Linked DNA regions of Mus musculus: all the other regions are linked to region 3. Evidence: chromatin contacts called from public promoter capture Hi-C data. All regions are on one chromosome and are shown on one strand. The core of a region is the stretch at or near the end of the contact, and the rest is flanking DNA. Distances in the headings are between cores, read along the strand shown.

What was found. Promoter capture Hi-C pulls out the DNA fragments that hold promoters and counts their contacts. Capture Hi-C pulls out chosen DNA fragments and counts their contacts.
Region 1: a promoter capture Hi-C map of adipose tissue shows a contact between it and region 3. The contact joins the promoter of Col27a1 here to the promoter of Orm2 in region 3. A contact is called at or near these places in 15 of 39 promoter capture datasets (the 3T3-L1 cell line, 3T3-L1-derived adipocytes, the C10 cell line and 8 more), 1 of 15 datasets of contacts at CTCF or cohesin (embryonic stem cells), 3 of 484 Hi-C or Micro-C datasets (embryonic stem cells, liver and pre-B cells), 8 of 115 datasets of contacts at active chromatin or transcription factors (bone marrow-derived dendritic cells, bone marrow-derived macrophages, embryonic forebrain and 5 more) and 4 of 9 other capture datasets (adipose tissue, liver, macrophages and 1 more).
Region 2: a contact with region 3 is called in a promoter capture Hi-C map of liver, with 7 times the contacts expected there. The contact joins the promoter of Ambp here to the promoter of Orm2 in region 3. A contact is called at or near these places in 23 of 39 promoter capture datasets (the 3T3-L1 cell line, 3T3-L1-derived adipocytes, the C10 cell line and 14 more), 1 of 15 datasets of contacts at CTCF or cohesin (pro-B cells), 16 of 484 Hi-C or Micro-C datasets (the C10 cell line, the HL-1 cell line, the N1E-115 cell line and 8 more), 2 of 115 datasets of contacts at active chromatin or transcription factors (double positive thymocytes and trophoblast stem cells) and 3 of 9 other capture datasets (adipose tissue, embryonic stem cells and macrophages).
Region 4: a promoter capture Hi-C map of liver shows a contact between it and region 3. The contact joins the promoter of Tmem268 here to the promoter of Orm2 in region 3. A contact is called at or near these places in 15 of 39 promoter capture datasets (the 3T3-L1 cell line, 3T3-L1-derived adipocytes, the C10 cell line and 8 more), 3 of 15 datasets of contacts at CTCF or cohesin (the NIH/3T3 cell line, embryonic stem cells and pro-B cells), 28 of 484 Hi-C or Micro-C datasets (B cells, CD4 T cells, CD8 T cells and 20 more), 13 of 115 datasets of contacts at active chromatin or transcription factors (the 230-238 cell line, CD8 T cells, bone marrow-derived dendritic cells and 8 more) and 3 of 9 other capture datasets (adipose tissue, liver and macrophages).

Annotation. Positions count from the first base shown.
Region 1 is chr4:63,210,927-63,217,048 of GRCm38.p6, reverse strand. It overlaps Col27a1 (collagen, type XXVII, alpha 1), which reads right to left and starts at 1,637. Exons shown (of 61, transcript NM_025685.3): 1 at 1,168-1,637. The coding sequence starts at 1,223.
Region 2 is chr4:63,151,776-63,157,576 of GRCm38.p6, reverse strand. Ambp (alpha 1 microglobulin/bikunin precursor) reads left to right here and starts at 3,405. Exons shown (of 10, transcript NM_007443.4): 1 at 3,405-3,635; 2 at 4,851-4,993. The coding sequence starts at 3,522.
Region 3 is chr4:63,360,236-63,366,532 of GRCm38.p6, reverse strand. Orm2 (orosomucoid 2) reads right to left here and starts at 4,084. Exons shown (of 6, transcript NM_011016.2): 1 at 3,930-4,084; 2 at 3,447-3,589; 3 at 3,169-3,239; 4 at 2,508-2,615; 5 at 2,268-2,371; 6 at 656-848. The coding sequence starts at 4,046. The coding sequence ends at 768.
Region 4 is chr4:63,555,799-63,562,409 of GRCm38.p6, reverse strand. Tmem268 (transmembrane protein 268) reads right to left here and starts at 3,647. Exons shown (of 10, transcript NM_001356354.1): 1 at 3,453-3,647; 2 at 1,415-1,498.

The DNA.
Region 1 (6,122 bases), core at 388-2,887, 150 kb after region 3:
TGGGTAGATGCTTGAGGATGTACGGCCAGAAGGGCAGGCAGGCTTTGGTACTGCTTGCCTTCCTCAAACTTTGGCCCCGTTGAGGCAGGGGGTGCTCTTTGGCACCACCACACTGCCCAACCGCTGGCATCTGCCCTGGCACAGGGTCTCCCGGAGAAAATGAGTCACCAATGTGCTCACTAGTGCCCTGTGTATACGAATGCGTGTGGTGGGGGGTGTGGGGGAATCTCAAACAGCCAGCTTTTTCCAAGACATGGAAAAGAAGGGGGGCGCCTCATCACCCTGGCTCCAGCTCAAAGGGGCGTTTCTTGAGAGGGTGGGCGGTACTATAACTCTGGCCAACCTCTTCTGGGAGCCCTAGAGTACCAGCAAGATGGAAAGGCAAGCCTTGTGCCTGAGATATAGTCCACAGGGCCCCTCTGGACCGCGTTCTCCCACACACACCCACACATAGTGACTGAATCCCTCACTCTTACAACTTCTGCACAAGCTGGGAATCCCAACTGTGGGGTGCCCCTGTGTGCGGGGGCCCCGCCCTGGAGATTCCCGGCCCCTCTCTGGCCACGGTTCCCTCATCTGTACAAGGAGGTTGGACTTGGTGATCTCCCAGGGCCTTTCCGCTCCCACAAGCTGGCTCTCACCCCTTGCTTACTCAGGAGAGGGACAGGAACTGCAGGCTTCCCGGGAGAAGCTGGGAAGTTTGAGGTACGCAGACCCAAGAAGACACATTCACACAGGCAGAGAGGTTAGGAAATGCAGGAACGTGCAGAACCCGAGGCCGAGCCAGGAACAGACACCCGGACCTGACGACCGACAAACTTGATTCACAGGACAGTGGAACTAAAGCCATGCAAGCCCGCGACCTGCAGACACCGAGACTCCCTCCTCCGGCCCCTGCCCCCTGCCTGCCACTCTGAGCACTGCCACTAGACCCCTCTTGGGATCGCTGGTCTGGCTCTGCGCGGACCCTCCCTTGCTGGTCCTAGTCTCAAAAGAGCTCGGCCTGGGGTGCACAGCCCCTGTTAACCCCTGGCGTCCCGCCTGGCGGGAAGCTACAGGAAGCTGACGTTACTCTGCGAGCGTCTGGTGCGGCAGGGAACCCCAGACTCTTGTGCACATCCGAGGTTCAGGAAGCTGAATCGGGGGCAACCCTGGGATTGTACTCACCCCCCGGGTCCTGACGCCGCTGTGCCTCGGGCCCCCCGCGCGAATCCCGTGCCCATGGCAGGCCCCTACTTCATGCTGCGGAGCCCGGGGGGCAAGTGTGGGCGCGCCCCATGGGGCCGCCAGCCCCCCGCCGCGCCGCGCCAGGCCGGCTCAAAGCGCGCTGCCGGCGCACCCCCAGCCCAGTCCTGCGCCCAGGGGCGCCGGAGCAGACGGACAGCACGGCCCCAGCCCGGCGGTCGCCCGCGCCAGGCCCATGGTCCCAGGACTGCCGGAGCCGCGCTCGCCCCTGCCTCGCTCTTTTTCTGCTTCCACCGAAAAGGAAGAAGCAAGAAAAGGCAGGGAGAGAGAGATGATCAAACTTTTGGAGGCGGGCCGCTAGCGGTCTCTGGAGGCAGAGCAAGGCCGGGAGAGCGCGCGCGGAGGGCGGTGGAAGCTGCCTCCCCGCCGGCCTGGGGGAGGAGAGGAAAAGGAAGGATTTGGGGGAAATGAAGGCGATTTAAAGTCTCGGCCCGCCGCAGCTCTCCACCTTCTTCTCCTCCCCGCGCCGGGCCGCCCTCTGCTGCCAACTGCTGCCCCCTGCCGGACGCAGCAAGGGATGCAGCATCGGTTGCCTCGCGCGACCGTCCACCTATCCATCCTGAGGGGGACATCCCACCCCCAGATCTCAAAACAGACTCATGAAAAAGAACCTCCTCCTGGCTACTCATGGATCTATCACAATTGAGATTAGGAATTTACGATTAATGACACTAAGGATCCTCGATAGCGGGCGGTGGGGGAGGAAGGGGGAAAATTCTACTCCTGAGAGGATCCTAGAGATGCAGAAACACAGTTGGGACCTTGACTTGGCATCTACATTTCCACGACAACCATCTGTCTTAACTCCCAACTCTTAGCAGAAACTCTTGCACCCTAGAGCTCCGTGGAAGACCGCTGTGGGTAAGCGTGCTGAATGTGTTCGGCCTTTCTGCATTTTCTCCGACCAGAGACTCCCCGGAATCCCACGCGGCACCCTCTGACACCCAGGCAGATTCTCAAACTCACGAGCACGGCTCAGCCCTGAGACTAAATCTCTAGCTTCTGGCCTCTACAAGGCGATTCATACCACACTCCCGCACACACACTCCCGCAGGCACACTCCAAACACTCACACTCATTCACACGCAGACACAGCCACGCACTGTACTGAACTTCCGCGAAACACCTTTGGATGTCTGGATTCCTGGCGATCTCAGACGCTACGCTCCCAGAGGCAGCCACCCGAGTGCTCACACCCGCACAAAATGCACATGCACAGCGCACACACTCCCACATGCACAGTCCATGCAGCTCCCCGAGTGCACACTCCCCGCTTGCACACGACCCTCTGCGAATGGCAACCACAGGCGTGCATACAGGACCTGCACCCTCTATTGCACATGCATCCACCTTTGCGCACTCCAAACGCCCAGAGCTCCGTGAGTCCCAGGGCACTTACTGGGTCCCCAAGTGTGACGCTGGCCGGTCGGTTCTTAGGCGGGTGCCTAACGGCATCTGTGGTCATGGGTCCCCGCAGCCCCGGGCGCGGGGGCGGGGGTGCAGTCCCCTTCCCTAAAGGCGCACAGGGCGCGACGGCGCCGGGAGGAGCATGGGAGCGCGGGCCTGCGCCACCGGCCCGGTCCCCCTGCGCTGCAGCCGCGGCCACTCCGCGTGCTCCGGCTCCAGCTCGAGCTCCGGGTGCGGGGGGTGGCTCATAGGTGCTGAGGCCGCGACAGACGCCGGCCCTTTTGAAGTCTCCGCTGGGGGCGGAGAGGGGGGCGCTGAAGGCGGCCTTTTAAATCGAGGCTGCACGCGGGCACCGTCAAGCAAGGTGTCTGGTTTCAGCAAACTTTCGGAAAAGTCCCAAGTCGGAGTGGGGGAGGGCTCCGCCGAGCTGTACGAGGCATCCTGCAGGGGGCAGAGCACCCGGGGCTGCTGGGGCCCCCCGCGCACCCCCCCCCCCCCCGCCTCCAGTCTGAGTGCTTCACCTTCCTTCACAAGAACACCCGATGCTCTGCACTGATTGCCCGTGTCTGTGCCTGAGAAAGGGCCGCGGGTCTTTCTCGAATTTTCCTAAGTTCACAGCTTCGAAGGTAAAGTATTCCCTGCCCAATCACAGCTGCTGTGTGTTTCTGAGCTGCATACTTTGTGCCAGGCACATCCTGTCTTTATTTACATTTTTTTGGTATTTCGTTCATGGGTTGTTTTTTTTTTTTTTTTCCTTCTTTTTTATTTTTTGCCTTAGAGGCTTTTAAAGGCATTGCATTTAAGTGTTGGGTATCTCTCTTACTTTGTTTGGCACTCTTCGATATTTATCTCCATTACTGAGGGACTTGGTGACCAGTAATATTTTGCATCTTTTCTCTTCCACACTGAGGGCCTCTATGCTACAGGAAAAGAGATATGCGATTATCTACGCTGGAGAGAAGGTTGATCACGCTGGTAAGTGGTACAAGGGCCACTGAACTCAGTGCCAGACTCTCAAGACTTGTGTCACTTCTTCCTTCTTGCTTCTTCCTTCTTGCCCATTGCTGCTGTCAAACATTCCTTTGTCCTTCTTCAGCACTCACCTGATGTAGCTGCTCCACTCACAGCCACACTTATCCGCACATCACAGTGCTGTCACTGTCCTGATGCCTCTATAACCCCATCGCCAGCCTGGAATCTGGGACATAATCAGTGCTCCAAATATTCCAGCCCAAAGAAGCTGTAAAACAAAAGGGGGATAGGGCTCCTACAGTATGCAAGCCTCTGCTTGGGAAGTGAGCCACTGTTAATGGATAGGGACAAAGAAATTACACGTGATTCTGAACACATATAAACTGTAACACAAATCAGAAAGAGCAACTTAGGGTAGAGAGGCACATCTGGATGGGTGACTCCACTCTCACTTTATCATGAACTATTCCTGTTCTTGTCCTCTGCCAATAGTACAAAGATAACAGAGATAATAAAGGAAGACTGTGATAGGGGCTTTTAACGAAACACATGGATCAATCGAATTGTCAAGCTGACTCAGAGGATAACTAGAATCCCAGGAATGTACCCAGGAGGAGGTGGTGTTTAGAACCTGAAGGATGTTAGCTATGCCTATAGCTGTGGAGAAAGGATATCTTCCATGGAAGAATCATAGGAACGTATGGTGGGTTGCAGACTGGCCTTGAAAACTGTGTGTGGCAAAGAAAATAAAGTCTCCAGGTCTCTCCCCTGTGAGGACGCAGGTGTCCAGGCAAGAAGACACTTCCTCAAAGATAGCTCACTGACCAGTGGTGGCACCAAAGCCTTTCCAAGTCTCCCCTATGTGGTCTTTAAATACAGTGCTAGTGTCAAGAACCTAACAGCCCCAAAGACACATAGGAAACTATTGGAGGTCTCAAAAGATTGAAATGTGTCCATCCGGGCTTCACTGTGCCTATGCAGAATGTAGGTTCATGGAGCTCAATCTTCCCGAGGTCTTTTGCACTAGGGCAGATCTGACTGCTTCTCTGCCTTAGACTCAGTTCAGTAAATGGCAGTAAGGGCCTGCTGAACTTTGCTGAGTAGCCTGTAGGCTTCTGGGAGCCACAGTCGTCTGGAAGAGGCATGGAAGGGCACTGGCACTGAGACCAACAGAGAAGAGACCCTGCTTCTTCATTCATTCTGCCACACAGGCGAGTGACATACAGCCGGTGACTAGGTATGCACTACTGAGTGCCAAAGACAGCGAGCCGTTGTCCCTGTGAGTGGGATAAGTCACTCACAGACATCCCTCACTCAGGTGGCATCTCTGAGGTCATAAGTCTGGAAATGGGGTAAACTTGCTGGCAGGCCTGTATAATAGACATGGTCAGGGATGAGGCAGAAGATGCGAACTCCTGGCTCATAGATTGAAACTGGAACTCAACAGTGTCCCAAGTGAGCTCACAGAAGGCACTCACCAAATGCCTACAAACAAACCACAGACATGAGACTATGGATCACATTTGGTTATGGGCCAAACTTTCTTTAAGGATCCACCATGCACCAGGCGTGACTCTTATTCTTGGGGTGCTCTTGACCTGGGGAGGAGTTCCAGCAAGGAGACGATGGAAACACAGAGTACCCTGCCTCTCACCATGCTGTGCTGGGAGGAAAGCTACAGCAGCCCCTAGTCTTCCTAACCCCTTGTACCAGGGGACATGCTGGGGGTTCTTGCTTGCATATTTGGACCCCATTCAGTCAGTAGTATGGGATGGACGCACAACTCATGTCTGTTAATAAAAGTCATTTGTTCCTGGGTCCTCAACCAATAAGGAGAGGACTTGTGTGTCAGGCTTGGAGCTGGGCTCTGGGCTCTGCATCCCTGCTGGAAGGGGCCAGCCTATCTCCCTTTGATGAAAACTAAATGCCTGGGCCTGGGGCGGGCTCCCTAAGTGTTCAGCAAAGGACATTCACTTATGTCTGAATGTGGCATATCTCCACAGGCTCATTTGGACACTTGGTCCACAATAGATAGCACTATTTGGGGGGAGTGATAAGAGCCTTTAGGGGTGGCACTGGGATGGAGGAGGTGAGTTCTCTTGGGTCCAACTTTGAGGGCTTCTTAGCCCTGAAGAGAGCTCTCTGCTTCTTGACTAGGTAAGTGGTGGGACCAAAGCCTCATGACCCTGGGCCATTTCTGACTTGGGACCTTTTCTGCCATGATGGTCTATTAGCCTCCAAACTGTGAGCCAAAATACAGCCCACCACAGCCCCGTGCTACCTTTCTGCCCTCACCCCCTCCCCTCCACTTCTGCCTCCTTCCTGAGCTCTGTATTCATCTAAGGACCACAGCAAAGCACAAAGCCAGGATAACTCCCTTTTATAAGTTACTCATAGCAGATTGCTTTGTTTTGTTTTGTTTTGTTTTGTTTTGCTTTGCTTTGTTTTGTTTTGTTTGTCAGGACAATGAGAGAAACAACTGATTTAGGGAGAGAAGG
Region 2 (5,801 bases), core at 2,156-4,655, 210 kb after region 3:
GGTCCCTATCCTGTTCCTAATGACAAGCTTGAAATAAGGAGCACTTGGATAGCCATGAAGTGGGAGTGTGGGTGTAGGAACAGGTCCGTTTATGTGCCACGTGGGCTGTAAGCTGAGTGACCTTAAATAAGGCCCCATCCCCACTGTGTTCATCTGAAAACTGAGGCCTTTGGTCCCTGCTCTGCTGGGAACCCTTGAGGTTACTGGGTGGGCAACATTCTCCCACGTTCAGATCATTCCAGAATCCTGATGATGCCTATAATCTTTGCCCCGCCCCCTTCAGCTTCCACATTCTACTCTGAGAGACAAAGGAGAAGAGGGGATGGGGGTCCCACTTTCCATCCCTGTAGCCCCTGTTAATGTTTAAGAGTGGTTCAAAGTCCAGGTGGCCTCGGCTGAGGTCCCTGTGTTTGCTCTGGTTAATAATCTCAGGAGTGCAAACATCTGCAGCAAGGACAGAGAGCAGCCCTCTTAGTCATTCAGGCTTCCTCTCCCACCCCACCTTAGCCCGTGGGCATGTTGTGCACCCGGTAAATCAGCAATCTGAGCCATCCTCCCAGCTCCTCCTCACCCAAGCATGTTGTCAAATGAGTATATGGGCTTGTCCCCAATAGTCTGAGATCAGAGCTGGGGTCCCCTCAAGTGCCCTAGGCTTTCCAGCCTGCCAGCAAGTTCAGAAAGGTCATTTGGGAGAGGCTAGAGAGATGGCTCAGCAGTAGCACTGGCTGCTCTTCCAGTGACCTCAGGTTCAATTCCCAGCAACCACATGGCAACTCACAATTGTCTGTAACTCCAGTCCCAGGGCTTCTGACCCTCACACAGATGTGCATGCAGGCAAAACACCAATGAACATAAAATATAAAGAAATTATATGTACGTGAGAGGTCATTTTGGTGCAATACATGTAGCCCAGGTAGTGGGACAGACCCTGGAGTGCCCATGGACATTCACAGAATGTTTTCAAGTGTGTCCTCAAGTGATCCAAATGGCAACTGCTCTGTTCTCTAGTTTATAGATTACAGAAGAAAAAGGCTGTTCCCAAGCTCCCACAGAACAGAGTCAATATGCTCAGTTTCTTCTTCTTCTTCTTCTTCTTCTTCTTCTTCTTCTTCTTCTTCTTCTTCTTCTTCTTCTTCTTCTTCTTCTTCTCCTCCTCCTCCTCCTCCTCTCCTCTTCCTCATCCTCTTCCTCCTCCTCCTCCTCCTCCTCCTCCTCCTCCTCCTCTTCTTCTTCTTCTTCTTCTTCTTCTTCTTCTTCTTCTTCTTCTTCTTCTTCTTCTTCTTCTTCTTCTTCTTCTTCTTCTTCTCTTTCTCCTTCTCCTCTTTCTCCTCCTCATCCTCCTCCTTCTTTTTCTCCTCTTCCTCCTCCCCTTTCTCTTCCTCTTCCTCCTCCTCCTTCCTCCTCTCCCCTCCCTCTCTCTCCATCACCTTATGCCTACCATTAGCCAACCATGAAAGGCTGAGAGACTGTACTGCTGAGATGGATCAGTGGGTAAGGTGCTTGCTGCCAGCCCTGTCTGTCTGAGTTCCATCCCTGGAACCCACATGGTGGAAGGAGAGAAGTGACTCCTTCAAGTTGTCCTCTGACCTCCACAAGCACCCCCACTATAGTGCATGTGTTGTGGCACATGTATTCCTGCAGAAACTATTCCCACAAACAAATAAATGTTATTTTTATATATTAAAAAATGTCTGAGAATCAAGAACACAAAAGAAGGCAACTATGCCAGAAAGTTAAGCCAAGACAGTTGCTGTGTTGAAATGTGTATGGAGGTTTTGTGCTTCCTGGCAGCCAGAGCAAAAAAGGAAATTCCATCCGTGGCCAAGCTGTCTGTTATGGTGCATGGGAAACCCTCTCATTTACAGACAGACACACATGTGCTCTGGATACCAGCAAAAGGGAACTGTGTCTGCTGGGTCTCACAGAAGGAGCATGGTACACTGACTGTGGAACAGACCCCCTGTTTCTTCCACGTGCAGGACCCTGGCTCTCTGGTCTCAGCTCTAACAGGGATTGCCTGCTATATGAAGGAGTGTGCCGTGAGGGAATCAGGGAGGAGGAAGGACAATGGCTGGAACCCCTGGAGGAGAGAGAAGAGAGTGGAGAGGGATCATAGCACCATGGACGGGAGGAGCTCTGATGCAAACAGATGTGGGTTTAAAAATCTCCCATTAGAGTATATAAATCTAGAGGCTAGGGATGTTGCTCAATTGGTAGCGCTCTTGTCCAACATGCAGGAAGCCCTAGGTTTAACTCCCCCCACCCCCACCCCCCACCCCCCAGCATAAACCAGGTGTAGCTGTAGTTCATGCCTGTAATTCTAGAACTCATGAGGAGGGTCAGATATTCAAGGCAGAGCTGGCTACAAATCCAGTACAAGGGCAGCCTAGAGCTATATAAGACACTGTCTCAAAAAAAAAAAAATGTTGCAGGTTTTAAATCAAAATGTTACTGTGTTACCTTCTTTAGGCGCTGTTATAAAAAACCCTAAATCATTAGGAATGATACAAAGTGTGTCCTCTCTCCAAACTTCCTTGAACTGGTTTAGTCTAAAAGTATCATCCTGTTGATGGTTCTGGAGCAACTGGAGCGACAGGAACATATATCTTACGGAGGTCACAATGACCCTTCAACTCTTACCACACCCTAAGAACAATGCTGTTGCCTGTTGGCATTCACCCCTTCAACCTTCACCCCAAAGCTAGGATCCAGGTACTTGTGTTAACAGCGTTTATTGGTGAAGAAATGAGCACAGAGGGCTCAGCATTCTTTTCAAGCGCACACAGCAGGAAGACCACAGGAAGCTGCCTGGCTTTGGAGGCTCTGTTCCCTTTCTTACGGTGGAGCCCTAGTGGGTCTTGTCAATCCAGGAGAGTGAAAACTTATATCAGTGAAAGGCATCTGCACATGCTTCTGAGGTGAGCCTGGGGGTTCATCTGGGTACTGATGGTTTCACTGTGGGAAACCAGTGTGGCTCGGTGAAGGGATAGCATCTCTCCCTGTCCTGATTATCTTAATGGCTATGAGAGGTTGGAGACCAGAGGGAGAGTCTTGGGAGGAAGGATGCTTTGCTCTATAGCCAACTTCCCTGGGCCTTAGTTTTGTTATATGAGAAAGAAGCCAGAACCAGGCTACCTGTATCTTCTGAGATCTTGGGGGAAGAACTGGAGGGACAGGCCAGACACTGCCTGACTGCCCCATCCCCTGTTCTCCCTGGGGAAAGTTGACCTTTAATGAAACCTTTCTAGGGTCTGAACTCTATTGTGCTTGGTCAACGTCCCTTCAGAGTCAGTAACCATGGCTTCCTGTCCACAGAGTTGGACCTGGGCTGGGCTGTAGGGATCGATTAGAGCTGGCCCAAGACCCTGATTGGCCTTGGCTGAGCAAAGCAAACACCAAGGTCATCATTTGCCTCCGGATCCTTCCCCAGCCTCAGTTTGTAGCTGCCACTGCCGGGGAAGTAATCCCTGCTCCCACACTGAGCTGTGAGAGAGACATCAAAGACCAAAGACCACAGAGCCATGCAGGGTCTCAGGACCCTGTTCCTGCTGCTGACTGCCTGCCTCGCTTCGAGGGCTGACCCTGCGTCAACACTGCCAGATATCCAGGTTCAGGAGAACTTCAGTGAGTCCCGGGTAAGGCTGGCCTCTCTGGCAGAGGTGATCACAGTGGTGGTATGCCCATGCTCCTGGGCCTTGCCAGCTAAGGCCTGCCTGTCCTGTCTTGGGAGTACTCATCTTTCCTATCTTGTAGATGGCATCTCAATCTCTAGGAGACTTTCCTGGCCAGGCTGTTAGGTTATTCTGAGATTCTCTGAAGATACAGCTCCCTCACCTGCCATTCATTCTTTGGGGCCCCCTGTAAGCCTAGTGCCTTCCAAATCTGCGCTGTCCTCATGGGTCCCCAGAGGAATCCACATATGGCAGGTGGCATAGGGTGGACATGAACCTGTGAGCTTTGTGGACAGGCTTGTGGGATTGTGTGAGGAAGAGAGGTAGGACACTGGTTGATGGGATTGGGGAAATTACGAAGTGTGAGTCTAAGGGCACCTTGGCCTGTGGCAGACATGTCACTATGTGTCTATGCATATGTGTCTATGTGCAAATATTTTTGTTTGCATACACATGCCCTTGCATGTACGTGTGTGTGTGTTGTAGAGTTACATGCTTCCTTCCTTCCTTCCTTCCTTCCTTCCTTTCTTTCTTTCTTTCTTTCTTTCTTTCTTTCTTTCTTTCTTTCTTTCTTTCTTTCTTTCTTTCTTAACAAAGCAACCCCAGCTTTGTCCTGAATCATAAAATTGTCTGTGTAGGGACCCTGTCCACCTCAACGCTGTCTCCATGATCTATCTGAGGGGTTTTCAGAACACTCCCGGTGATTTTCTATACCTTAGGACAAGGAACAGGTGTGCTGGAGGTCCAGGGGCTGGAAGGTCAGCTCTATCTGACTGCTGTCAAGAGGAAGAGGTGGTTGACTGGTCCCAGAAGGTCCCACCAGGTTTGTAGGGTCTCCATGGCACTTCCGCTGGCTGCCTCACAAGGTGGCAGACACTGCCATGAAAGGTGTAAAACCCAAGCTTCATTTTCCAAGGCAGCGATAGCTGGTGACCTCAGAATATGCAACCTGGACTCTACCTACTCACAGGGGCATCTCAGACACTTTACTTCTGTGGAGCAGACCTTGTGTAAGGAAGGGGGACTCTGCACACCTCTGCCCTAAATATGCTGTACCTGGAACTCCACTGTCACCTTGAGACACTGTCCCTTAAAGGGCTGGTCCTTGGAGGAAGGAGGGGAAATGTGGACACATCTCCTCAAGGGCTTGGTTAAATCCAGATTTGTGGCTCTTCCTAGATCTATGGAAAATGGTACAACCTGGCGGTGGGATCCACCTGCCCGTGGCTGAGCCGCATTAAGGACAAGATGAGCGTGAGCACGCTGGTGCTGCAGGAGGGGGCGACAGAAACAGAGATCAGCATGACCAGTACTCGATGGCGGTGAGTGGGGGGCACAGGAATGACCAGGCTCCCTGGTACCCCCATCTTGTCCTGGGACCCTCAGCTAGGACCTTGCTTCTGAGCCTCAGGTTCATGGCTGTCCTCAGCAGATGTCTCATGAGCCTCTCAAGGACTGTGTCTCCAGCACTAGGCTTCCTGTGCAACTTCCCCCATCTTGCGTATTCCTCCCTTGGCTGAGGAAAGGAACAACTACCCCAAGGACCTAGCTGGAGAGCCTCAGGCCAGTGGGTCTAGGGTGAAGTGTAGACTCTGTCCATTCCTCCCTGATGCTGTGCAGTCTATCATGTTCTCCCCCTCTCCCACCTGTCCTCTCTCCACTGCTGCCACTGTGATCCATGCCTCCATCCCTCCATCTGCCCATCCATCCATCCCTTCCTCCCTCCCTCCCTCCCTCCCTCCCTCCCTGTCTCCTGCAACCCATCTACTTTCCTTCCCACCTTCAACCCCAGTCTTCCCCTTTGATCCAGTCTTCACCTAGCAACCACAAAGACTTTTTTCAAGATTTATTTATTTATTTATTATATATAAGTATGTGAGTCCTGGACATACTGTTTCCATGCCATTTCTTCTACATACTGCTCAATACAGCGTGTGTGTCTGGCCCTGGATGGACTTCCTGTCTCACATCACTACAAGCCCCATGCAAGCACAGGCCTTTGAGACTTTCCTTTGTGTCCCCAGCATATGGCACAAGTGTTGTTCACAGGACAAGGAGTGGTTGTGTAAGAGTAAGAGAATTCTACAGCGTACCCCTGACCCATAGGAAGTGCTGAGAGATCCCTATGAC
Region 3 (6,297 bases), core at 2,835-5,334:
GTCAGGGTGGCGGCTCTCTCTGGAAATGTCCTCACAGACACACATGGCGTACATCCCCTAGGGGACTGCCAATCCAGTCAAGTGTAAAGATGATCTCAGACCCTGTCTTTGCCACCGAGTGGACTGTGCCTCAGGAACTCCGGTCACAATTGTGCAATCGATGTCAACTGGCCTTTAGGGAAGCAGTGTCATCTCACAGTGTCCCCCATGGGCACCTTGAGGAGTCTTCCAGGGGACATCCAGACCCTCTAGCTGAGGCCTAAGTCTACCATGTCGCCTAGCCTTGGCCTTTTATACTGTGACCCTGTTAGCATCAACCTGTACCTTCCTGCCTCCCAGTCACCTCCCTTCCTGTGATTATAGTGGCCCCTCTGAAGTGAAGGCCCTGTGACAGGAACTGTACACCTTTGTTCCCCTCCCCCTCTCACTGCTGCTTGGGTCTCCTGCCTTGTCTTCCCCAACTGTGCCCTAAGTGTTTGGAGATTCTAGCAAGAGCATCGGGTTCTGACAGTACTTTCTAGCCTAACTCAGATGCCCCTTCCAGGAAGCCCTCTTAGATTCCCTGGGCAGGGCTTCTTGGACTTAGCTAAGGCTCCACTCAGGACTCTGCACAAAGGGAGGGAGGGAGGGAGAAAAAGGAAAGAAGCAAAGAAATGATATTGACTGTGTCAGCAAACCTTTATTGTGGCAGAGACAGAATCAAAGTGCACAGGAGGGGTGGGGTTTGGTGAGCCTGTGGACAGCCCTCGGAGTTCAGAGAGCTGAGTTCATGCCTGGCCTTCCTCAGGATCTTTCTTGGTCTCCTTCTCCAGCTCAAGCTGCTGCTTCTCCTGCTGACTGCACCTGTCCTGGAAGATATCAGGGAGGAGAGCAGAGTGAGTAAGCCAGGTGTGGTGGCACACACTAGGGTTGGGGAATACTGAGGCTGGAGGATTGCTATGAGTTGCAGTAGGGTAGCCTGGGCTGCAAGGTTAGATGCAAAAACAAAACAAAATAGAACAAACAAGCAGAACAAAAACCCTGGCAAAGTATGTAAGCTCTGAAGTCAATCATCAGAGTCCATGAGAAAATGGCTGGAGTGAACACTGCCCACAGTTGTCCTCTGACATCCACACACATCTTATGACAAGCTTGTGTACACACACACACACACACACACACACACACACACACACACACACACACACACACACTAGCTATGAGTACATTTCTAAAGGGGGGAAGCACAGAGGTTGGCCAGAAGGGCAGGGTTGTGTCAGCACGCTGTATCTTGCATCTACCATGGCTCCCCTGCAGATCCAGGACTGTTGTTCTCAGCCTTCCTAGAGATGGGAACCTTTTCCACGGTTTCTTGTGTTGTGGTGACCCCCAACCATGTTTCCATTGCTCCTTCATAACTGTGATTAAGCTACTGTTATAAATCTGAAGTATATGACATGCAGGACATCTGACATACAGACTGAGACCCACCCTTGAGAACCACTAGTCTAGGGTAAGTTGTCCCTCATCTCTGAGCTCTGGTTTATTCACCCCATTGAATGTGAACAGAATACCGCAAACGGGAGGCATTTTCGGAACACTTGTGTCCACAGGTGCAGAGTGAGACTACTGGCCCCACTGGTTGGGGGGGGGGGGGTGAGGAAGTCATGCTGTGAAATGGCTCAATGGCAGTGTCTGTATGCAGGCCCCTCCCCCGGGGAATCCTGGGGCTGGTGATGCCAGGAAAGGCTCAGGTGACCAGAGAATGGAGTCACAAAAGTATTGTGTATCTCAGACTACATGCAAGCTGATTGGTTGATCCCACGGCTTTACCAGGGTGAAAGCCAAAGTTTATTTGGCCTCTCCCTCAGCACAAGGTTAGACAGAACATCAAGAGGTTTCCGCATGGGTCATCCCCGCCTGTGATTGGGCTTGTTGGAGTTGGGTGGCATGGAAACTTCAATCACGACTCCTGCTTCGATAGGTAGTGAATATGAAGGGAGAAACCTGGCACCCTGGCACTGGCTGTTCCCTAAGTGACCCCTCCTGATCTTCCTCTTATCCTCCACAAGCTTTCCAGGACCTCCTACTTAACTTCACCTCCCTGAGGCTCACTGCCCATCTAGGATCTCTGTGATCTCAGCTCTCACAGTAGGCAGGAGAGTTATTAATGGCAGGATACCTGCCTTGCTGAGCTGCCTTAACCGGAAGCTTGCCCTCTCTGAGCCGCTAGGGTCACTGACAATGGGAGCACTGCTGGGGTGGTATCATACAGCCTCCTCATTTACCTTTTTCCAGTCGACAAATATGATTTCTGATTCATCCATGCCCACGTGTGTGACAGCCTTCTGGAATACTTCCCGCAGCTCCGGGGTGATATCTGGCCTTTTTGCTGCAATGGAGAAGGGATCCAGGATTGTGCTGGCTAAGGGTCCAGCAGATGGGAAGCCAGGTAGGGATGTGGGATGTGGGTGGACGATCAAGAGTAAGGCCAGTGGAGCTGGGGACCAGGTCTGGGAGGACCCTACCATTGAGGGACAGTCCCCGTTTCTTCTCATCCTTCAAGTCAAAGGCAAGCATGAAGGCCCCATGCATCTTCAAGACTATCAGGTCTGCAAAGATTTTTACTCCTCCTACTGCAGGATGAAGGGCTTTGTGAGTCACTAGAATGATGCTGTGGTCCCCATCCCCAAGGGAAGGAAGCACATAGCTATGGACAAGTGCCTGAGGCTCCCTGTGGCTGCCATGTGCTCAGCCTCTGTTGGATGCAGCCTCACTTCTCATTCTTCATAAGTATGGAATGGCTGGGGCCTTGGAAAGGGCCCTTGGTGGTGTGGCATAGTTAACACTTCCCCTTAAACATTAAAACATTGGCTTAGGGACAATTAAAACCTAAGAGTATCTAATCTGGCCCACCAGTATTCAGTTGCCCTCCCCCCATGCTGTCCCTGGTGACCTGGGGATTTGGCTGAAGTCACTGGTTTCCCAAACCATGGGTTTCCCCTCTGAGCTCACAAAAGATCATAAGAATGGTCAAAGCAAGTCTGTCCTGGCAGCTGGACTCCAGTTTGAAATCTACGTCCACTTACAAGCCTCAGAGAGTGACTTCACAGACCTAACTCCCCTGTTCTGCTGCCCCCTTGTACCCTTGCAATACGCTCCCAGAAAGCCGTGAGTTCCAACCCTTACCATACTTGGAGAGGGTCCCATTCTCTCTCTGGATTCCTAGATGAGTGGAGTTATAGACACAGTGGTCATCTCTAGAAAGCAAAGAGACAGAGGACAACTGATGGAGAGGTGATCTGACTAAACTGGGGTGGGGAGTGGGCAAGAGGCAGGTAAACAAGAAAGCTGTCCCCATTCCAGAAGGTGGGTGGGGAGGCCAGGCAGATCCAGTTTGCTCAGGTCTCTAGGCATCTGGGAGTGGAGGCCAGGGCCAGGGTGGGCTGGCTGTTACAAGAACTCACATGGTGTGATACTCTCGAAGCTCCATCGTGTCATTTATCAAGTTGGGGGTAAGGTTAAAAAATACCATCTGCGTCTTTTGAATTTCCTGCCGGTAATCAGGGTTTAGGACAGCCGCACCAATGAAAAACCATTTGTCAGAGAGCTGGGGAGAAGCAGGCACACAGATGAGTAGGGCTTGTAGTATGAACATTGCACTCAGCCGTGCTGTGGGGCAAGCAAGCAATGGCTTCTGAACCATACATGGGAAGACTGAAGCTCAAATGGGCAACTCAAAAATCAGCCATCCTACTGCTCTGTCCCCTGCTGAGAGACCTCAGAGTGATGCTTCTGGGTTTGGAGGCAGGGGGTGCCACCAGGTCTCCAGGAGAGGAAAGGGCAGTACCAGGAGCCCAGAGATGAGCACAGACATCAGGGAAGGGAAAGCCCAGAGGAAAGAGTAGCCTCCTTAAGTGCTCACGTCCAAGTCCTGGGCAGGCACTTACCCAGCTCAGGGTCTCATTGGTGATAGGGTCGCCTATGGTGATGTTGACATGTTCTGGGTTCTGAGCTTCCAACAGCGGCAGGAGGCTCACCATGACAAGAATCATGTGCAGTGCCATGCTTAGGACACTCAGAGGCACCAGGGCTTGGAAGAGATAACTGGTGGATGGAGGGTACAGTGGCTTTTATAATAGATGTGGCGAGGGCATGGGACTGCAGCCAGGGCCTCTAGAGCCCTGGCACATTCTCCCCAGCACTTGGGAAATGTCTTGCGCAAAATGTTCTCTCAAGCCAGCTTTGTGCAGCTCCCTCGGCCAGCCGGCCCTGACACAGACTCCTGCCCTACACCAGAGTGGCTGATTCATGGTCAAGGTGGATACTGGGCTAGCCTGATAATACTTAGATCCCAGTCATGGGTCCCATACCTGTCTTATCCCATGAAGCTGCCTAGCAGGAGTGAGACCTATTCGTTTATCACCCCTCCAAGGGGGCTATGAAGGGGTCCCTGGTCAGGGTTCATAGTGAACTTAGAAGACACTTAGGGGCTCAAGTTAAGGGCCAAGGACAAAGATGGATTAGTTTCCAAAGGAGTGTGATGTTCCTGGGGACCCCTATACAGCCTAGAGGCAGCCGAATGCCCAAAAAAGAGGGGTGAATCTGAGTTGAAAATGTAGTTCAGCAAAGCTCCCAGTATTTACAGCAGGAAAGGATCTGTCTAGAATAGTGTGTGCCCAATCCAGGGTCTGTGCACAGGATCCAGTAAATATCTGGTTCTAGTTCCTGCTTGATAGATATAGCCTGATCTTTGTCTACATAATGAACACTCTCGAAACGTATTGCTAGGGACAGGCCTGGTGACTCTTGCTGAGGCACGGAGTCATTGCTAGGAGTTTGAGATCACAGTGAGCTCTTTCAAAACATCAAAAGCACCAAACATATTAGAACACACTCACAGTTGAGTAATCTACTATTTCTCATGTTTCTGTGTAGTCAGGGTTTTTGTTTTAATGATAAGTAACTTGTCATTCACTTACTGTGTTCTAATTTCATGAGAACCTTCTTTTATCCTGTGGCATTTTGTATTTTATGTTTCCCCTCTTGATAAGTATTAGAGCAACATATTGCCTTTAAAAATTAGTCTACCAACAGAAAAGAAAACAAAACAAGACATGAATCACCTCCAGTATCATGTGTATAAATGTTTCTAATGGCATTATTCAAAGTAGCCACAAACCCCAAGCTCTTAAGTGCCTACCACCAGGAAAATGAGAAATGGGTTGTGACATTTCATGCAAGCATGGTGTTGCTTAGCAACAGAGAGAAATGAACGACTGATAGATTTGACCATACAAATGCAGCTCGACAACATTATTGCCAGCAGATCGCCCAGAGGTGGGGTTGTATGAGCCTGTTTACAGGGCGTTCTAGAGGCTCCAGACTAATTGTAATGATATTAATCAAGTTAGTGACAGTGATCACCTAGGGCAAAAGGAAGGGGCCACAGATGGTCCTGAGAGCCCCCTGCCGTGGAGTGGGCTGTACAGGGCCTAGGAGAACTTGCTGAGCTGGAGCCCCAAAACATATGTGTTTTGTTGTATCTATACAGTCTTAAGAAAGTTTATCTCTTCCCAGAGGAGAAAAAGCATAACCATGAGGAGCCCAAAAGCACCAATGATATGTTCTGTCCCAAGTTAGCAGTGCGCCAGATATCATAATCTCTCTGTTTGTGCCTCTTTGTCTCTGCTATGTCTCTTACACACAGGCGCACACGTACACGTGCACATAAACACATTTGCACACACTGGCAGATATAAATATCTATTTTTGTTATAAAAGCAAATGATGGAAAATAATGAACTTAAGAAACTGATTAGATATCCCCAAAGCTACCTGTGGCTGTGCTGTGTATCCAGAGCCTGGGGTTTCTAAGGCGAGGGTGCAGGCAGGGAAGTGGACACCCAGCTAAGGTCTCCCCCAGGGTACTTGCTGCATATCATTCCAGAGTCTGCCTAGGCTTCTGCTCACATCTGTCTCCCCTGCTTCTCCTGTCCTTTGCCTGCAGAGGCCAGATGAGCAAGGCCTGTCATGAATTCCCAGGCCAGAAACAGTGGGGGACACTCAGCAGGAAGTGTGTGACAAAGCCACAGGCCAGAGTCTCTTTCCAGAGACTTCCATAGCACACTATGCCTGTGGCCAGCTTGACTCTGGGCATGCGTGTGGCCATGACTGTGATTCACTCTGCCCCAGTGCATTGACAGACAGAGCAGGGTGCTACATCAGGTGCCTTTCCTGGTGAGGAAGGACACAGTCTACCATGGCACACTGCATCCAGTCAGGACAGCCATAAGCTTAGCAGGCAGAGATGATCTG
Region 4 (6,611 bases), core at 2,398-4,897, 200 kb before region 3:
GTCCCTGGCTTCCTGGCCTTCCCGGAGGCCAGAGTTGCTAAAGGCCAGGGAGGACCATAAGGAGTCTAAATGCTGACCTTCCGATCTTACTGAGGAAACTTCTCGGAGGAAGAAGAAGGAACTAAAACCTTCCTCTGGCCTCTGCTGAGAATTTCCCTACTAGCTAGCATAGGGTCTTCTCCAGCTCAGCCACACCAGACACCACCCATTCCTTCCTGAGATGCCCAGGCAAACAAGCCTGGGACAGGTATTATGTTCGTTATGGGAAGGCCTGTTCACATATATACAGCTCTGTTTACATGTACAAGGCTCTGCAAGATGTACAAACCGAAACCAGGGAACAGGAAACACAGATTGCACACAAAAAGTCCTGACAAGCATGAAGAGGAGAACTAGCAGACAGTCTGACTACATTCCAGTTCTCTAAAGGGGTAAAGTCCATGTTCAGGGTTCATTCACACTGTGGCCCCACAGCCTCCTACTTGTGTAAACTTGGATACATCACTCATCCTCAGAACTTCGAATAGGCTTCTTCAAATCTATCAGACCTCTCCCCACAGAGGCCCACTACCAAGAATCAATGGACATAGGAATCAAAATCACGGGAAGGCCATGGGGAACAGATATCACACTCCATGTGTATTAGCTCTTTAAATCCTTCAAGGCCAGCACTCTAGAGGCAGAGGCAGATCTATCACCAGCCTGGTCAACATAGTGAGCTCCAGGCAAGCCAGGGCTACACAGTGAGACCCTGTCTCAAAGACAAAACAAAACACTCTCAGTCCAGCCTCATGACATATGCTGAGAGTCCCAGCTCTGAGGAGTGCACGAGGCAGGGCAACTGGATCAAACATTTAATGCCAGCCTATGATACACAGTGAGCTGCAGACAGGTGTAAGCTACCAGGTAAACCCCGCCTCCTAAAAAGAAAGATAGTTTCTCCTGGTCACAGGAGAAAGCAGTTACAGACAGCCGCTTTCACTGAAGCAAGGGTTTGCTCGCTGGGGCTTCCAGGTGGTCAGAGGTTTCCAGCAGGGAAACCTTGGCAGTTAAACGCTCTACTGAGAAGGAGAGCAAGCCCTGGCTTTGCAGTTAGCTCTGCAGGGTCCCGGAGGCGTGGCCAGTGCTGCCAGCATCCACCTTTAGCCATTATCATCAGTCAAAGTGGGAATGCTCCTTATGGGGGCTCCTTTGCTGACCTCCTGAGTCACCAATCTGCTACCACCTGTGACACGTGTCCCAAGAAAGATCATGTCCTATTAAATGCCACGAAGAGCACACCAGTCCTGAGAAAAATCCTCTAGATCATTCATGTGCTACCAAGGGAGGTTGACACTGGGGAAGGCAGGAAGCATACAGATGACACACACCTACTTGAATCCAAACTGGCCCCCAAGCCCCACTGCCCGCTGACCTTCAGGGAGGAACTGAACCTTCTGGCTTCTTCACTGTTTCTCTCCAGATTTCAACAGGCACAGCTGCACAAGGCTGGGATGCTCTGCAAAATGAAAATGGGGGGAGGGGACTCCTGTTGAGAACAGAAGGATCTGCGGTCAGGGGGATGGATCCGAGGGTAAAAAGCACTTGCTGCCCAAGCCTGGTTCCCCAAGTTCTACCCCAAGGTGCCCCTATAAAAAGCCAGATGAAGAGGCAGGAGCGTCTACAATGGCAGTGTTCCCCTTACTCTGCCCACAGCCCAGATTCCGTTCTCTCCTCAACATGGGTTTCCTGTTCCGTGGTCAAGACATACTCTCTCCAAAGCTGAGTGGCTATCAGCCAAAGAGTCGGGAGAAGGATTTTAGTGACTCCAGGGTCTCAGCCCTCAGCACCCACGCTTGGGCTGGCTTCCTTTCCAGCTAATTCATGGAATCATCTTCGAGTGGGTCAGAAGAAACCACAATTCCTAGGCAGTGATATAGAAACCAAGTCCAGTCAGCCTGAGTCTCCTTGCGGCTCATGCTCAGTCCAACTCACAACAGCGGTCTCAAACAAAGGAGTACTTACCAGCCTATCTTAGTGCGCCTGCTCTTTCTATAGACCCAAGAGGCACAATGGCCACAAGGTTGCGCCCCTCTGCTGCCTCTGAGCAACTGCTAGGTAGGCCACAAGGCAGACCCAACCCTGACATCTGTACTCCTGGCCGAGGACTCAGGCCCTCTCGGTGAAGCCTCCCAACACTGGAGTGTTGAAAAGGCTGGGAGGAGCTGACACAGACTGGAGTTGCTCAAGCCCGGGGCTGCACAGAAGGATCCACTGGTTGCAAAATGCCACAATGAAGCATTGTGTCGGGGGCAGAAATCACAGCACCCACATCAGCCCCCTCAGCTGCCCACAGAGACCCAATCAGCAGACTCCAGTCACACACCCAAGTTTGTGTGTGTTGGCTAAAAGTAACCTGCCCAGCCCAACCACTTCCCACCTGGGTAGCCTTGAGCAAGGTAACAAGACTTCTCTCTGCCTCCATTTCCTGGAAAGGAGACAAGGACAGACACTTAGGATTGCCCTATGGGTTCCACGTCCATGAGATCCACACTTGGGAAAAGGTTGATTACTGAGAGAAGGTAGCTGTCATCAACCTATGCCACAAACATTCCCTGAGAACCTTCTAGGGCCAGCCCCTGGACTGTAAAACCAGGAGTGGAACATGGAGCGTTTGCTCAGCCCTCCCCTGCAGGGATCACCATCCACTGGGGAAAACACACTCAGAACTGCCAGAGAGATGAGGAGGAGGAAACTAGGCAGCAAAGGTGGAGGACGACAGACTCCCTGGGCTGCCTAAATGGGCTGCTTCGCCAAGGAGGAGACTGAAAGGAGCCACACAGAACTGAATGGACTCGACTCAGAGGTCAGGATGGGTCCAGGGCTCCCCGTGTACATTCTCATCCAAGTACCGAGGCTACAGGGCCATGAGGGGTCAGGCAGGACCCCAATGGCAAATGCTAACCATTTACCACCTCCTCAGCTCTGCTCCAATCTTCAGCACACAAGTAAGGGAGCCCCACACCATGGTAAGCAAAGCACAGAGGGAGCAAGTGACTGCCGACCGAGTTCCTCTGGGAACCCACATTGCAACCAGATTTTCCAGTTGCGGGCTGTGCAGACTCAAGCCCCCAAGAGGTCTCATCTCTGCACAGTGCCTGCCAGCCTCACCAACATCTGAGCGCCTAACATATCCTGAAAGGAAAGAAAGAAAAAAAAAAAATGGATTTCCTTCTTCTAACTCAGCTTCATTAATTACAATGCAAGTCCAACACATCAGAGAAGCAGCAGTCCCCCAAAAGTTTAGGGCAGAAAAACCTGGCTGGACAAGGAGTTCAAACGCCCCATTTCAATGATGAGAACATTAAGCCCCGGAAGAGAAAGCCGACTATCCAAGGTCAGGGAGCAAACCCGGAGGGAGCCAAAACAGAAAGCCGGCTCGGCGCGGCCCGGCCCGGCGTCTCCCACCGTACCTGGCCTCGGGCTTGGGCAGCAGGCTCCCCGATCTCTGCCCTCTGGCCTTGGGGTTCCTTTACCCCAGAAATCACCCGCCCTGCCCTGCAGATCCCACGCCTGACGCGTGGGGCGGGAAGAGGTCACCCGAGCCTGAGCGGAGGGACGCGCACGCAGGCCCCGCGGCCCCAACCCCCGAGCGCGGGAGCGCGGACGCGCGGGCACGCGCACGGCTCGCGCACACTCACCGCCGCGCTGCCGCCCGGGCCGCTCAGGGTCAGAGGTTCCATGCCCCTTGTACGCCGCGGCGTCCCGGCGCCGCCGCCCCCGCCGTCCCCGCGCGCCCTTTTTGGGGCGCGTCGCCCCAGCCGGTCTCCGCCGAGTCGCCCTACGGCAGGAGCGTCTCTCGGGCCGAGCCCGGAGCGTTTCATCAGCCACGCTCCCCCAGGGCGCCGGTAGGGGCCCTGCGCCCGCCACGTGCATGAGATCTGAGCTCGTCCCTGCAGTGAAGGAGCGGGGCGGGGAGGCCTGTCCCGAGTGACAAAGTCATGGGATCCGATGCATGAGGCACACTCGGGACCAGAAGTTTCTTCCAGGCTTGTTTTTAATGAAAAACGGTGTTCAGTATTGAAAGCGTCGGTGTAGTCTCCACTTTGTATCTGCGTTTTCTTTAAAAATCTTTAGTTGAGACAGTGCTGTGAAATTGTGTGAGATCTTTACGAAATAATGTGTGAGGTGTTCAAACACACACTTGCACACCCCGCTCCTTGAGATTTAAAAGGATCTGTGATGGCCTGCTTCTTTTTCCAGGTAAATCACTAGTCTTGGGTTCACCTTGGTGGGTTGTTCTGACAACAGCAGACCTGGCTAACTACATGTACTTTTCTTTGGAGTACGTGTTTATATCCTATTAGCCACCAAACATTGTCTTTCAACAAAGACGGTGGGCACTTGGTTGCTGCACCAACAGCCTGGTTTCTTTTTCAGGGGATCGATGAATGCACAGGTGGTTCCCACCCTTGCTTACAGGAAGGACTAGGGCAGTACATGCCACTGCCCTTGTCTCTACAAGTGGTCTTGTACACACAGAGAGACACAAACACATTTCTTCCTTTTAACAACTCTTGAGGACTTCCAGACCACAGGACTTACATGTGCCTGCAGGATGTTTCCAGGCAGCGAGAATGAATTGAAAACCCAAATTAGCATATCCCATGGAGGTGCCCACGGGGACAAGTGAGGATCAAGGTGGCAGGCTACTGAAAATGAACTTATCTGTGAGCAAATCAGCACTGAGTACCTGCTCTGTGCCAGCCTTGCCCTGGGCAGTAGAAAACAGTTCGTGGGAGCCTCCCATGTAGTTTGATCAACTTGCTAAACAGTAATGTAGAGGCCTGGGAACAAAAGACCCAAGGGTGCTGAGACTTCTAAATGCTGACCCGGCTATTGAAAAGGAAACAGCAACAAGCTGTGGCCTAGCCCCGCCCCACCCCCAACCCTGCCTGTGAAGCAACCCTCCTCAATGTCAGAGATGCCCTACTGCCTTCCCACCAGCCTGTCTTCACTCTCCACGGGCCAGCAGTTTTAGGTCGACACACCAGCCTCCTACAGGTACACAAACGGAACTTGGGAAGCGGCGGACAGAGCTGTACTGGTGCACTATGTAGCTGCCTGTGTGCTTGGACAGCTCTGCCCACTCATTCAGGAAAGTCAGGGACTCCTGCTGATGTGAGAGGCTGCAAGGGCGAAACGTTGAGTACTTAGTGTTCTGACTAGCAAGTGCACCCTTGCAGCAACACAAGTGTTTGCATACCTGAAATCCTGGGATAGGGGCGGGGGTGGGGGCCGGAATTCAAGGACATTACAACCAGGGAAACAGACTGCAGAGCTGACTTTAGTAGTGACTGCTTGATGGGAGTCTCGGGCATTTGTGAGGATTTCGATGTGCACTACCTGCAGCCTACACCGGATGAGTCACTGCCCTCTCTCCAAACCCCAAGCTCCATAAATAGAGCACCTCTCACTTCCTCCTGCCCTCCATTCTTTCACTTCCAGGTCCCAGTGTTTGCCTCAGGTCTTCCCTGTCCATCTGGAAGATCAGTGCCAAACCCATTCTCATCACCTGACCGGCCTATTCTTGGGTCTTGGGTGACAGGGCCCTACTTCTGAGAGCCCTGTCCTGCCCTAGGCCAAGGGCTGTCCTCCTCACTGGTTCCCATTCAACCTACAGTTATCCCTATTATGACCACTGGCTCATTCTTTCCCTGACAGCACAAACTTCGAGTCCTAAGGCCATTACATAGCTACCCAGTGCCCAACGGACAGGCTTTTGTTAAACACATCTTAATACATGGATGAAGTAAAAGAATTCTCCCCAGAATGGACAGAATTTCCAGAAATGCAGCAGCAGCAGCAGCAGCAGCAGCAGCAGCAGCAGATGGGATCGGAGGGAGCTTCAGAGAGCACCTGAAGAGCTAACTGGGCTGCCAGTTACATTCACTGACTTTCTAGCTTTCTTGCCATGGGCTGAACAAACTGATCAGATCACACAGCAGCTCTGGCTCACAAGAGCTGAGAGTCACACATTCAAATGCAACTCTGCCACTAATTATCTGTCCTTGAATAAGTGAACTTCATCCCTCTAAGGCTGTCTCCTAATTTATGCAATCTAATACTACTGCAGACATGGAGTATACAGCATGTATATCAACACCTTAAATTAGTATTAATGCATTAATACACAAACTATTCAAAAACGTATTTATTATAAAAGGTACCACCGCTAGTGGCTCCCTATCTGTTCAACTCTTGGAAGTGGTGTGACCTGGTAAACTCCACTATGAGATGTGATATGACAGCAGGTGAGAGCACAGAACTAGACACAGAGCTGTTGTCCTTGCCAAGTGTTCTGGGAGGCAAACAACATATCTGTCAGAAAACTGAGTCAAACTCCTTGGTACCTGTCAGGAAAGGCAACAATCCCCCCAGGGTACTCAAGGTGCAGAAAGCTAAGTGTCAGGGACAGGTAACAGACAAATGGAGTGAGGCCACAAGACAGTAACTGTATGGCTGTGCAGAGGATTCAGCTAGTGTGTGGGTCTCTTTTCATCCTTAAAATTAGGAAGGCAGCAAGCAGCCTGTGGTGGTTTGAGTAGGTACAGCCTCCGTAGATTCACGTT